Regions from separate parts of the Mus musculus genome. Here region 1 is linked to region 2. Evidence: chromatin contacts called from public Hi-C data. All regions are on one chromosome and are shown on one strand. Each heading gives the region's core, a stretch centred on a gene start, on an enhancer-like site or on the middle of the called end of the contact. The rest is flanking DNA. Distances are from core to core; before and after follow the strand shown. Region 1 holds the start of Ran (RAN, member RAS oncogene family). Region 2 overlaps Stx2 (syntaxin 2).

Evidence for each region. Hi-C and Micro-C count contacts between places; a contact is called where the count stands out from the background.
Region 1: a contact with region 2 is called in a Hi-C map of CD8 T cells, with 2.0 times the contacts expected there. The contact joins the promoter of Ran here to the enhancer-like site in region 2. A contact is called at or near these places in 14 of 484 Hi-C or Micro-C datasets (CD8 T cells, CD8 central memory T cells, the G1E-ER4 cell line and 6 more), 6 of 115 datasets of contacts at active chromatin or transcription factors (bone marrow-derived macrophages, effector CD8 T cells and embryonic stem cells) and 2 of 9 other capture datasets (adipose tissue and liver).

Annotation. Positions count from the first base shown.
Region 1 is chr5:129,015,723-129,022,932 of GRCm38.p6, forward strand. Ran (RAN, member RAS oncogene family) reads left to right here and starts at 4,434. Exons shown (of 7, transcript NM_009391.3): 1 at 4,434-4,556; 2 at 4,806-4,852; 3 at 4,962-5,046; 4 at 5,144-5,269; 5 at 6,281-6,468; 6 at 6,653-6,823; 7 at 7,052-7,210. The coding sequence starts at 4,817. The coding sequence ends at 7,096.
Region 2 is chr5:128,981,089-128,987,599 of GRCm38.p6, forward strand. Stx2 (syntaxin 2) reads right to left here. Exons shown (of 11, transcript NM_007941.3): 11 at 3,469-5,342. Among named protein-coding and RNA genes, the nearest start is that of Stx2, 24 kb to the right of the region's middle. Within about 2 kb of position 2,568, at least 17 of the 459 cell types and tissues checked have an H3K27ac peak or open chromatin away from gene starts, as enhancers often do. A contact at or near this core is called in CD8 T cells, CD8 central memory T cells, effector CD8 T cells and 1 more, where this site is marked.

The sequences.
Region 1 (7,210 bases), core at 3,184-5,683, 36 kb after region 2:
GTGGGGGTTGGGGGCAGCCTTTAGACAGAGAGTAAGTGCAAAGGCCTTGGAACAAGAGCAAGCTTGGCTGCAATAAGACTCAGAAAGGTCATGAAGGCCTCCAAAGAGTAACGGGGAGAGAAGAGGAACAGGGGAGGAGGGAGGAGGGAGAGACATGAGGTAGGGTACCTAGAGTGAGAAGGAATGGCTGGAGGAGGGTGTGGGGTGGGTTTATAAAGGTTGTCCTGTGCCTTTAAAGTCTTTTATTTTATTTATTTATTTATTTATTTATTTATTTATTTATTTATTATATGTAAGTACACTGTAGCTGTCTTCAGATACCCCAGAAGAGGGCATCAGATCTCACTGTGGATGGTTGTGAGCCACCATGTGGTTGCTGGGATTTGAACTCAGGACCTTTGGAAGAGCAGTCAGTGCTCTTACCCGCTGAGCCATCCAGCCTGCCTTTGAAGTTTTGATGGTGGTCACACCAGTACTCCTATGGTATTACTATTCAAGCTGCACGTCCAGAAGTTAATTACAAGGACATATTGGACACCATCCAGATGGAGGTTCTGTCAGCTTTCGGCTGCCATCCAACCTATGCCTGGAGATATCACCCTGTGGTAAGAAAGCTTTGAAGCTTTGACACTCACGGGTTTAAAGGATTCAGCCTGGGGTCAGTTAGCTAGTCCATTGCGTTGGGCCTGTGGGCAGGCAACAAATCATGGCAGGAACATAGGATAGAAAAAAAAACCAACCAACCAAACAAACAAACAAACAAAAAACAGAACAAGCAGAACTAAAAAAAAAAAACCTTAGCTCATGGCGAGAAAGAGAAAGAGAAAGAGAAAGAGAAAGAGAAAGAGAAAGAGAAAGAGAAAGAGGAAGAGAAAGAGAGAAAGAGAAAGAGACTAGGGCCCCATAGTTCCTGTGAAGTGTGTAACTCCCACAACCTCAAGCCCCTCTCTAGGCAACATAGTATCTTAATATCTCCACCACATCTCCTTATTGCCAGGCCGAGGTGAAGCCTTTAACACAGGGCCTATGAGGGACACTCTATATTCAAGCAACAGCAGGGATGTCCTGCAAAATGAGTGATCCAACATATACCCTGCAGGTGTCAAGGGACTGCTTAGATTCAAAGACACAAGGGGACCTGAGGACCAAAGCAACAGGGAACTCTGGGATGGGTCCCAGACATGGTGTTGATGTCACAAATGGGATTAAGTTCTAAAGATTAGGAAACAAAATAAAAAATGTTAAACTCAAGGTATTGGTCAGGATTCCAAAGTTGTGTAGCCAAATGACCTTAGTTTTAAAAAATACATTTGGGACTGTAGAGGTGACTCGGTCGTTAAGAGTACTACCTGCTCTTCCAGAGGACCTGGGTTCAATTCCCAGCACCTACAAGACAGCTCACAACTATTCTGTAATTCCAGTTCCATGGGATCCAACACCATCATACAGACATTCAGGCAAAACTACTAGTACATAGGAAATAAAAATAAATCATTTAGAAAAAAAGAAATACACACAAACATTGTGTACCCTACACCCTCAAACATTACAGAGGAAGTATCATACATAAACAACAGGTCTTGATTCTTAAAAAATTTTCTTAAATTGATTTCTTAAAATACACAGGTATGTATTTGTATTTATTTATTTGTGTGTGTGTGTAGCATTGTATTAGGACCTTTGGGTGGCTTAGGGGGTAAAACTGCCATGCCTGACTCCCTGAGTTCAATCCTCAGGACCCATATGATGGAAGGAGAGAACTGATCTCAGTGTTGTCCTCTGACCTATTCACGCAGTGCAAATAAACAGATGCTTAAAACAATGCACTAGTCAGGGTTCTCTAGAGGAACAGAACCAATAAAATGTGTGTGTGTGTGTGTGTGTGTGTGTGTGTGTGTGTGTGTGTGTGTTTTCAAATGGACTACAGAATATGGGTTAGGTGGCCCAACAATGGTTACCTAAATGTTGGAGAGCCTGAGGAACCAGGAACTGTTCGGTCCATAAGGCTGAATGCCTTAGGAATCCCAATGGTCCATGGTGGAAGCTGAAGATGTTGAGTTTGATGCCAGCTGAGTACAACAGCTGCAGCAATGAGAGAGACATACTCAGCAGCAGGAAGGAAGGGGAAGCAGGGTTGCTTTCTCCTAGGACCTCTCTATCTGGACCACTTAGGGAAGATGTTGCCTACCCTGGAGGAGAGTCCTCCTACCTCATTTAATGGCCTCCTGGAAATGCCCTGATGACCTATAGAGAGGCATGTCCCTTAGTTAATTCTACCTTCAATCAAGTTGACCACAGATATTAACCAACCAGATATACATGTATACCTTAAGAGGAAGAAAGTGGACAATAAGACATATGAAAGAGCAGGCGTGTTAGCAACTCCTCTTGCCCCTGTGACCAAAAATACTGGAAAGAATCAAGTGTGGAGAAAGGACTTACCTTGGTTCATGGCGGATACAGTTTATCATAGTAGGATGGTATGGCTTCGGTCTCATTCCATGGTGGTGGGAGCTCACACTACAGGATATACTCTTTAAGGCTGACACCCCACCCCCCACCCCCCAGTCACTCACTAGGTCACAAGTCTAAAACAGCATGGTTGGTGGGGGATGAAATATCCAACACAGGAGAGATCTCAAATTCAAATTATACTAAAGATTTGGGGTTTTAGAAGAAAATACAATTAGCTATTTTTCTCATCGCTAGACAAAAATACTTGATAAAAAGCAACTTTTGGCTAGTTTCTTTTTGGCTCACAATTCCAATGGTACAATTTATTACATCTGCAGAAGATGGAAGGCATAATGGTGAGAGTGTGAGGTGGCTGGTTACATTGTATCCACAGTCAGGAAGCAGAGAGACCGATGCTGGTCTCCATTTTGTTCAGTCTAGGGTACTGCCCAGGTTCAGTTAAACCTCTCTGTGAGTACAAGAGACACACCCTTCACAACCCTAAATCCAGTAGACTAACCATCACAAGCTACAATCCCTTCCGCAACAGCAACTTTCCCCCCAAGGCTGTACAAATAGCCTGTCTATAGCTGTCTCCCGACCAACACCCACACCCCCAGTACTCATACATGTTAAGTTTTAAAGTTCAGGCTAAGAATAGGTTTGCAGTTCACGTTGGATGGCAAAGAAAATGCTGTAAACCAGGCAGCAGTGGGCAGTCCAGACAGTGCTTGCAGGGAGAGCTGCGCCTATGCCCGCTTGAGTGTATTCTCTTGTTTCCCTCGGCTTCTTAGGATGAGGTTCTTTGTAAGTTCTAAGCGTGGGCCAGTTAGTAACACAAACCAGGCCACCAGATGATGCGGTTCGGCAGGCTGGTTGCCAGGACAAGTAAGTTCATGATAAGTTTTCTCGGGGAGAGGGTCACTGGTGATGTCACCACCCAGCACCAGGTGCTACATTGTATCAACAATCTACCAAACTGGAACTAGGCGGGTTGACCGTTTTTCTCCTAAACTCTGTTTGATCTCCACCTCCTGTTATATCCTCTATTGAATACAGCTCACAGCATAGCCCCTTGTAGCCGACTTGTTACATATACTCCAAAATATAGTAACTTTGTATTTATATAAATATGTAACTGACGTTCCATTAAACATACTATGTTAACGTTATGTTATAGTTTTTGTGCACACTTTCCCACCTGTCTTCTACCTAAGTTGCCCAGGCTAGCCTTGGAACCCTAAGGCCTGTGCTGGCTCCTTTTAGATTGCATAGTACAAAGTAACAGCAGGGCCCCCAAGCTCTGGTCATCAGAGATACATTTTCCATTTCCCCAGCAGCATCTGTATTTGCTGGTCAATTGCTGCTCAGGAGGGAGCCAGGGTAGGGTATCTTCTGCGAGACAGATTACTCAGACCACGCAACAGAGGAAGGGCCCTGGGATGCTGAACGCCTGGACTAACTGCATCCGGTCCCATCCTCCCAGGAAGGCCAGGCCGTGTCCATGCCGGGCACGCATGGCTGACGCAAGCCGGGCCTCGGGCGCGCGCACCCTCATTCATTCCCTCCATTCATTCTGCAGACGGCGGCCGCGCACACTTAGCGATCGCCCGCCCGCGAGATCCCCGGTGCCTGTGGACACAGGACTTGGGGACGAAGGTCGGGCGGTGCCCGCTGAGCGGCAGCGAGCGACCGAGAAGCAGCACCCGCCTTTCCCGCCCACGAGGCCCCTGGCTAGGCCGCCGCCCGCGTAACGCGCGGCCTCCCGCAGCCAGCGCATGCGCGTGGCAGCCCGCGCTCAGCGCCGGCTCCCGCGGGCCCTTCACGGTCCGCGTGCGTGCGCGTCCCCGCTCGGCCGGCCCACGTGACCCGCCGCCCCTCTCCCGCCCTGGGCGCTCCGAGGGCCCCCGGCCGAGTCGGACGGCTCCAGCGGACGTGCGCGTGCACGCGCGCCGCGTGGTTGGGCGCGGCGCCGTTGCTCCGCCCTCTCCCGGCTCCTCCCCCCCTCCGCGCGCCGGCGTCCGCTGCGTCTCCGGCATTTGAATCGCGCTTCCGCCATCTTTCCAGCTCCAGTCGGACAGGCGCGGAGACTCTTCTGGAAGGTAGCGTCGAGGCCGGGAGGGTGCGGGCGCGGGCGCGGGCGGTGACCGGAGGGTTTGGGTGTCCTTCGGGTGGGCGCGGGGCGGCGCTGGCGACGAGGCGAGGCGAGGCGGACGGGCAGCGCCCTGGGCTTTTTCAGCCCGCTTCCCTTCCCCCCACCGTCTCACGCCGCGTCCCCGCCTTCCCGCGCGCTCTTCCCGGCCGCGGCCTTTGTGGGGCGCACGTGCCGCAGCCGCTCTCTCTCCCCGCAGGATCCGCCGCGATGGCCGCCCAGGGAGAGCCGCAGGTCCAGTTCAAGGTGCGTGTGCGGCCGCACGGGGGCCCTCGGAGGGCGAGCGAGCGGGGAGGTCGGGAGGGGACGGCATGGCGGGGACCGCTCACGCCGCCGCCTCGTCTCTTGAATCTAGCTCGTCCTGGTGGGCGACGGCGGCACCGGGAAGACAACCTTCGTGAAGCGCCACTTGACGGGCGAGTTTGAGAAGAAGTATGTAGGTAGGTGCGGCCGGGGGTGCTTCACGGCAGCGAGGCCTCCGGGGGAAGGCGGCGGGCAGTGCACGGCTGACCCCTTCTGCCGCCCTGTTCCCCGCAGCCACCCTGGGCGTGGAGGTGCACCCGCTCGTCTTCCATACCAACAGAGGACCCATCAAGTTCAACGTGTGGGACACGGCCGGCCAGGAGAAGTTCGGGGGCCTGCGCGATGGCTACTACATCCAAGGTGAGGGGGGCCTTGCGGAAGTGGGCCCAGGCCCTCGGACATGTGCTTGGGGTATGAGCCGGAGAGCCAGCCGTTGCCGGGTGACTAAGGAGAGGGGACAGAAATCTCTTGGAGGGAGGCGACCTGGTTGGAGTGGATAGGAGATTTTTTTTTTCTTTTATAAGAATCGTCCGTGGTGTCGTTTGATCATATGCTGTGTCATGCTAGGCATTGATTTGGGGCAAACTGTGTGGCTTCAGAACTTAGTAGGAGACTAAGCTATTGGGAAAGCTCCCGGGTCACTTTTTGGTTTTCGAAACTTGAATTAAGGGCTACACGCAGTAGCTTACCCGTGATTATTCCCATCATTAAAATAAGTAGTGAGCATTTGCCCCAAGATACTAAACCTCTAGCCCCTCCTGGAGCCAGGCCCTCTCTCACACGTGAAACCTGCCGCCTCATGGAAACTGTACTTTTACTTTTCTCCTTGAAAGTAATCGAAAAAGCTTAGTGGGGAAAGAGTCTGTTGGTGTTTAAAGACGAATGAATATCCTTGTGATCTTACTAGCATGATGAGAAAATTCGTTCTTTGGCTTCTTCGCATGTAAAGGCAAAGGGGTGTTTATAACCGGGGTTAACTTTTTAACCAAAAAAATGGGGATGCTCACGTGCTTCCTCTTAAACTGTATCCTCACCATCCCTGCAGGGTAGGTTATAGAAACCTGGGCTCAGATTTTAGAAGACTGGTGTTTGAACTTTGATGAACTTTGATGGGCCAGCAGTTGGTAGTTAGTGATTAGGTGCCTTGAGGAGAAGAAGGTAGTTGATAGAGTGAATTGGTCTTGACTTTTGGAGTTTTCATTTGAAGAGGAATTGGAGTCAGTGTGCCATGTTTTACCATCTAACTTTTTAGTGGGGGACAGGGAGGACTTTTGAATGGAGTGGGTTGATGGGTGATCCAGAGTCAGGCCCAAGATGATGACTGAGTCCTGCAGTAGACTAAGACACTCTACTGTCTCCAATGTTTTTCAGCCCAGTGTGCCATTATAATGTTTGATGTAACCTCAAGAGTTACTTACAAGAATGTACCTAACTGGCATAGAGATCTGGTACGAGTGTGTGAAAACATCCCCATTGTATTGTGTGGCAACAAAGTGGATATTAAAGACAGGAAAGTGAAGGCAAAATCTATTGTCTTCCACCGGAAGAAGAATCTTCAGGTACGTTCTAATTTCTCGGTTCATTCTTAGAGAAGATTGTATATAAGGTACCCGTATATGTTCTATATTAAAAATTGGTCAGAGGGTTTTAATGTGGATTATAAAATGTCTTTGTTTAGAATGTCCTGGAATGGAGATTATTAATAGAATCATTAAGCATACATTCCTTTTTCTTTTAAAACAGTACTATGACATTTCTGCCAAAAGTAACTACAACTTTGAAAAGCCTTTCCTCTGGCTTGCCAGAAAGCTCATTGGAGATCCTAACTTGGAGTTTGTTGCCATGCCTGCTCTTGCCCCACCTGAGGTGGTCATGGACCCAGCTTTGGCAGCACAGTACGAGCATGATTTAGAGGTATTTGTTCTTTTTTTACAGTGTTTTGTTTTCGTGTGTGTGTGTGCACTTTGCCTAGTTTCTGCAGAGGTTGGCATTGGATCTGCCCAGACATGTGGGGTGCTAGGAATCAAGCTCCGGTCATTAGAAGAGCTGGCTGTGCGCACTTAACCAGTCCTGGTGGTGCTCGGCCTGACTTGGTAATGGTAGTTCTGATCTGCACTGTTTTGTTTTTGTTTGTTGCTCCAGGTTGCTCAGACGACTGCTCTCCCAGATGAGGATGATGACCTGTGAGAAAGTGAAGCTGGAGCCCTGCGTCAGAAGTCTAGTTTTATAGGCAACTGTCCTGTGATGTCAGCGGTGCAGCGCGTGTGCCACCTTATTTAGCTAAGCAGATCGTGTACTTCA
Region 2 (6,511 bases), core at 1,318-3,817:
CGCATCAATCAGCAGTCAAGAAACCGACCACAGGTTTACACACAGGTTAATCTTATGGAGGCATTTTCTCCATTAGGTTTCCTTCCTCTCAGATGATTCTAGCTTGTGTCAAGTTTAAAAAAAAAAAAAACAACAACAAAAACAAAAAACAAAAACAACAACAACAAAAAAAAAAACTAGCTAGCACAAGGTCCCGTGTGGGGTGGGTGTGGGGAGTGGGGTGTCTCTGTAGGGTTATTCTATCCCTGGTCCTTTTCCATATCTCTCTGCTTTCTGACTGTCACACTTTCTAGTTACCTCTGTCCCAAAGCGATGGAGCCAGGCCAATAGTGCCAAAACCTCAGAAACTGGAAGCCAAAATAAACCCTTCCTCGGTTGTTCTCCATGTATTTTAAAAAGGAAAAAAAAAATCCCTTTAACACACCCCTCTTCTGAACAGAGCTCATTTCATTGGCTTTTCCCGGATTTAGATGCCAGAGTCCTGCTTAAACGGTACCTCTATACTTGCCCACACTTGAACGAAGCAGTTGAGTCATTGCATTAAATCAGCGGTAGCATTTAACGGCAAGGACATGAGCAGGTACTGGAGATGGTGGCTCCTATTCTGAGCCTTAATCATTTTTATGTATCGGACAGTGTGCCCTATATAGCACAGAGGGCACGGTGAGCAATGCTGCCACCTGCTGGTCAGAACGGATAGTACATGAGTGACTCCGGTGTGGAGGGCAGAGACAGCCCTAGGAAGAAATGGAAAACGGTGTGTGGGGGTAGGGGTGAGGTGCGGGGAGGGGTGTCTATGAGAGTACAGGCCATGTTAGGCCTCTCTGAGCAGGTGGCCTTAAGGCTAAGGCCCCAGACTAGTGTGGGAGTGAGCCACGTGGGTGTCTCGGGGAGAGAATTCCATCCCGGAGCTTAAATCCGGCCAAAGACATTCAAAGCAAATCATCTTCCAGCACCAATTACAGCCTCTGGAAACCCAGGGTATGACAGCTACTCGGCCTGGGAGATGTGACCGAGGCTTTGCCCATGTCACACATGGCCTTCAAAAATAATGTCTGTCCCCAAACTGGAGAGATCCACTCTTCGGCAGTAAGAGCACTGGCTGCTCCTCCAGAGGACCCAGGTTCTACTCCCAGCGCCCACACAAAGGCTGAGGTAACTCCAGCTCCACTGGTTGTGAGGCTCTTCTGACCTCTTCAAGCACTGCATGCAGATGCGACACAGACATACATGCAGACGAAACACTCGTACATACAAAATAAAGTTTAAAAAAAGTTATGTCCCAGCAGGATTCCATATGGGGCTCGGATGACTCTCCAGTGGGAAAGGATGCTACTGATGTAGGTAGCTTGGGCGGGACCACAGACCTGATGTCATAGCCGGAGGCTCCTGCCTGGTTTAGCATCTGCCTTCATCTTGACCTCTCTGCTCTTCTGTGGCTCTACTTTTGGCTCTGGTTGTAGGGTTAAGTTGACCAGAGAAGTCAATGCAGTCGACTGTGAGCGGTTACTGGGAAACTTCTGCAGGGCACAGAAGGCACAGCTGGGTGGGAGGGCAGAGGGGTGAGGTCCCGAGACACTCAGGAATGGGTCCCTGGCGCTGGACCTTGGCCTCAGGGTTTGGGGGGGAGGCTCTGCTGAACTATCCCACAGGCTGCAAGGCTGGTGGCTAGGAAGGTGTTGGGCATCCGTGATTGTAAAGCCAGCATCACTAAACCAATTGCTTCTAAAGCCAGTCACTGGGGTCAACTACACTGAAGCAGGAAGAGAAGAGAGAATTGAAGCTAACAAAGGAAGCCAAGTGGGAAGTGGAAGTTAGACAAGACCGGAAATGGTGCAGGGTGGGAAGTTAAGCAGGGCAGGAAGTAAAGTGGAACCAGAGCAGGAAGTAAAGAAAGACCAGGAAGCAAGGTAGAATGGGAAGGAAAGACCAGGAAGCAGTGTAGGGCAGGAAGCAGAGACTAAGTGTCCAGCACCCTCTGTCCTGTTCATAGTTGTCACTGGCATACTCAGGAAGCTCACAAGGGGTCCTCTCTGTTCCTCTTCAGCAATCACACTGCCCAACATCATAGTCGGGGCAATCAATGTCTTTTAACGGTGAACGAACCAATGGGAGTCCGAAGCGATAGCCAGCCCCTGGACCCCTCATCTTCCACCGAACACATTCAAGGTGTCTCTCTCCTGACCTCTGCTGCCCAACACTGACACAGCCTTCTCCCGTGTGACTGAGCCCCCGTCAGGCATGTCCCCACCTTTCCCCATGCTGCCTTAGCCTGTGGCACCCCACCCCAGAAACCCACAGCACCACACCCCTTCACCCATTTCCTTTCTTCTCTGAACAGTCCAAATTCAACATACCAACACCTCTGAGATCTGTGGCTCCCGGCCCTCCTCTGGACCCCACGGTGCCCTAACTTGGGTGGTTTCTTCTGCTCCCCAGCATGGTGGGCCTGCCAGGCTCACAGTTGCTGCTGTGTGGGTATTTGGGGAGCAAGAGCTGCTTGCTTCACGAAAGGGGGAAGGGAGACCTGTGCTTGTCTTCAGAGTAGAGCGTTGTTGTGTGTGTGTGTGTGTGTGTGTGTGTGTGTGTGTATTACACAGCACACTGAAGTCAGTGGTGCCTTAGTGAGGAAGCCAAGTCTGTCACACCTGTCTAGGTGGAAGGGGACAGAAAACTCTGGTCTATGAAACAGAGTGCTGAGCTCGCACCGTTCCCTTCTTTCTATGCCTGGCCCGAGAGAGGACATGCCCCTGCAGAGGGTCTGGGGCCAAGCTAAGGAGCATTTTGATAAAACAGAAAGGTGGGGTAAGGTCACTGTGACTTAACTCCAGGTCCCCAGCACACAGAGGGATCTAGACTTCACTGTGCCTGTATCTAGGCCCTAAACTTGTGTGGTTCTCCTCCAGTGACCAGGCTGAGGGTGAGACTCCTGGCCTCTCACCCATGACATATACCCTCCAGTCAGGGTCTATTCTAGGGGAAATAAATGTCTACTGACCTCTGGTAGAGGGCCACTGAGCAACCCAAGAGAGGATCCCATTCAAATGCCCTTGGTGAAATAGTGAATTTACCATGCTCACTAATGTGTATCACTCTTGAGCACGCAGCCTGTTGCATAAAAACTCAGGACAAGTTGCACCACATAGCAGCCCTGGGGCAACGCGAAGGCAGTTCCACTACTACAGAGCCCCAGTCTCCCGTCAGCCCGTGCCCAGCCCTCCAAGCTAACAGGGCTCATTGGCAGAGGTGATCACGTCAGCTGCTCCTCTCGGGATGACAACTGACATCTCCTGCCTGGAAGACATGCCTGCATGGAAGATGTGTTTAGACTTACTGTGGTCTGTGGCTGGTTACCTATCTGGAGTGGGTAGATATTCGTTCATGTCCCCTCAGAAAGTGTCACACAATGGGCTCTTACGCAACCGTGATCTCCCCAAATTCCCTGCTACAATGAGGAGGCACAAACGATTTCTTGTTTGCATCTCTGAGAACTTTTTAATGTAAACACAAAATATTTGAAGAAATGCTTGGAAAAGGTAACAAGGGAATCTGTAAATATATTTTTAAATAGGCTATGAAGTCAGCAGAGAGATGTATCTGGAGTGCTGACTCAGTCACCCACACACCCCTGATTCACTGGAAATCCAGATTCAGCTGCCTGCCTGGTCGAGAGGTCTCCTGAGCGCTCTGCGAGCACACTGCAGGCCAAGGGCTCAGGCTGGACTGGAGGGACACCTGGCTGTGGGTGGTGGGAGCCTGGGTGGTACGCATGGTCTCTGCAGCTAAATCCGATGGCACTGACTGATGCAGAGAGGGTGAGCTGCAAAGGCCCAGGTTCATCTTCAGAGCTCCCAGGCAGGAAGTGTGAGCTCCCAGGCAGGAAGGGTGAGCTCCCAGGCAGGAAGTGTGAGCTCCCAGGAAGGAAGTGTGAGCTCCCAGACAGGAAGTGTGAGCTCCCAGGCAAGAAGGGTGAGCTCCCAGACAGGAAGTGTGAGCTTCCAGGCAGGAAGGGTGAGCTCCCAGTTAGGAAGGGTGAGCTATCAGCCAGGAGTGGCTGCACTACAGGCTAACTCTAGACCAGGACCCACAGCCCAGCCTGCTGCAGTAGCTCTCGGCACATGGGGTGTCAGACCAGGAGGTGTGAGGAGGTGACAGTGTGGCACACTCACCACTGAAAGGATCATGGTTTTTAGATAGTTCAGTAGCACTTGCTCACACTTGGTGTTCTGACCCGGCATGGCTACATCATATCCCACCAAGTGAGGCTGGGGTAGAGTGAGCACTCATCACAGTCAGCAGTTGGCAGAGTTCACTAGTCATGGTATCCTTCACATACTTGGTCGCTGGGCCATCTATTCACAAGTGTAAACCAGTGCACAGCTTTATCCCACACTTCATGGTTTCTTAGGAACTCTGGGCACTCGTGGGTGTTGGGCTGAGGACCTGGTCCTTCAGGTGCCATCCAGGAGTGGCTATGTACCCGGGACCATTCTCTTGAGTTTAGTGAGCACCAAGTTTGCTCCATCGTCACTGTCGCCTTGCCTTGAGACTCCATCAGCTCACATGAACAAGGAAGAGTAACATGAGTGCGGCATGTGACTGCTTGTCCCCTCCGTGAGCTAACGTTCAAGGCTCTTCAGACCCTCACACTTCCTAGTCAGGGTCACCAGAAGGCACTATAGAAGGGCCCTGAGGGGCTGTAAGGCAGTGTTCATGCTTGCCCGGGGCTGGCCCATTGTCCTTCACAAGGCAGTGTCTAGCTTAGAAAGGGAGTTTAGATGTTAATAGATTAAGGAACTTAACTTACAGATGCCTTACAAAACAGTTCTGTGATGATTCTGCAAACAAGACATGAACAGAGATCAGGCCTGGCACGAAGTCTCTTCGTCAGCACTGCCAGCTGAGCGCAGAGCACACCCTAATTACACACAACATACATTTTTAACACTGACATTGTCTTTAAAAATTAGGCTTTTTCAATCATTCCTATTTCAAAGCTACCAAGGCAAGGCCACTGTTGTGAAATCTCTGTGGTGTCCTTGAGAGAGACCCAGGCTCTCTGGGCTGGCATGTCGCATCCACTGGGCTCGCGGTGTTTCATGGTACGAAACCTCTGCGGTGCTTTCTTCTTCATCACCAATAAAAACCTCAGTGCTCGGCGCTAGCCCTGGAGTCTGAGGTTCACTCGTGGAAGGACAGGATGCTGACTAAGCTGCAGGTATGGTCGGAGTCACCGAGGACAAAGAGCTCTTGGGGTACGGTTGCTATGACAATGCTGTTGCGAGAATAATTCCAAGGATCACAAGCAAAGTGACTACACAAATGAGGACGAACATCACCTTCTGCAAGAAAAGAGACAGGAGTCTGCAGTGCAGAGAGAAAGCAAGCACCGTTCCCATGATGCCCCACTGTAACTCGGCAGGCTGTGACTTTTGTCCATCTTTAGGAGACAGGAGGGAACAGAAAACCACGTCTGGAGACAGGGCCCAGCTGTCTCCTCTAGTTTCATGAGGGAAGGAAAGAATGTGTATTATTCTGCATTTGTGCGTGCATGTGTGTGTGAGTGCATGCGTGTGTTTTATATACAAGCACTCCAGCAAATGGCCAGCTGACCCAAGGCAGAGGCTCAGACCTGCTCTCCTGGGTCCTAGCAAGAAGAGCATATGGGCACCCACAAAAAGCAGGTGCTTCACTGGTCATGCTGAGTGCCACCATTGTACCTCTGTGACCATTTTCACAGCACAACTGACCTCATGGTGCTACAGGAAAACAAAACACATGGTTTTACAAAGTAATGAAAATGTTGAAAAGTCCCATTTTGTAGAAGAAAAAAAAAATCAATCTGTCATCTTTTTCAGCAGACTAGGAGGACAACATCAGGAAAGATGTATGAACCTCTGGGGCAACAGAGAAGGGGCTGCAGGTCTTTCTTGTCCCAGGATGAGAGCTCTCTCTGCAACCCAGGTGCTGGAATCAAGAGAAGTCTCGCAGGTGGCAAGGCAGTAAGGACTGCAGCTCGGAGGAGCCTCCTTTCTGCCACTGTGGAAAACCACTGTTAAGAAAGAAGTAGCACCGGCTGTCCTGTGTCCACAAGGATGACCCAGTGCAGCACTAGGACCCAGGGGTTACAGTAAGGCTCAGGACCAACGAAAGGAGCCCTTCCAGACAGCGCAGGACACTCAGGGTCCTGCAGGAACTAGCAGGCGGCTAATTAAATATCAGGGTTTGCTTGCCAATGAACAGATGCTGCCAGGCAGGGACCCAGGAAGAGTTTGGTCTGTTGCTGTTGTACAGAGCTCGGTTCCATTCTCTCAGTCCCACTGTGAACTGAGCAGTTAAGAGTATTTCACAGTTCTTAGCAGTTGCTGCCATTATCCAGAAAGTTACAACGTAACACGAACTGCAACATAACAATGTAAGAACTGCAGCATTTAGTTTTCCAGGGAGCCGGCAAGGGAGCTGCCACCTTGTGCCGCCTGTGTCGCCTCAGTAAGCAGAGGCCACTAACGCC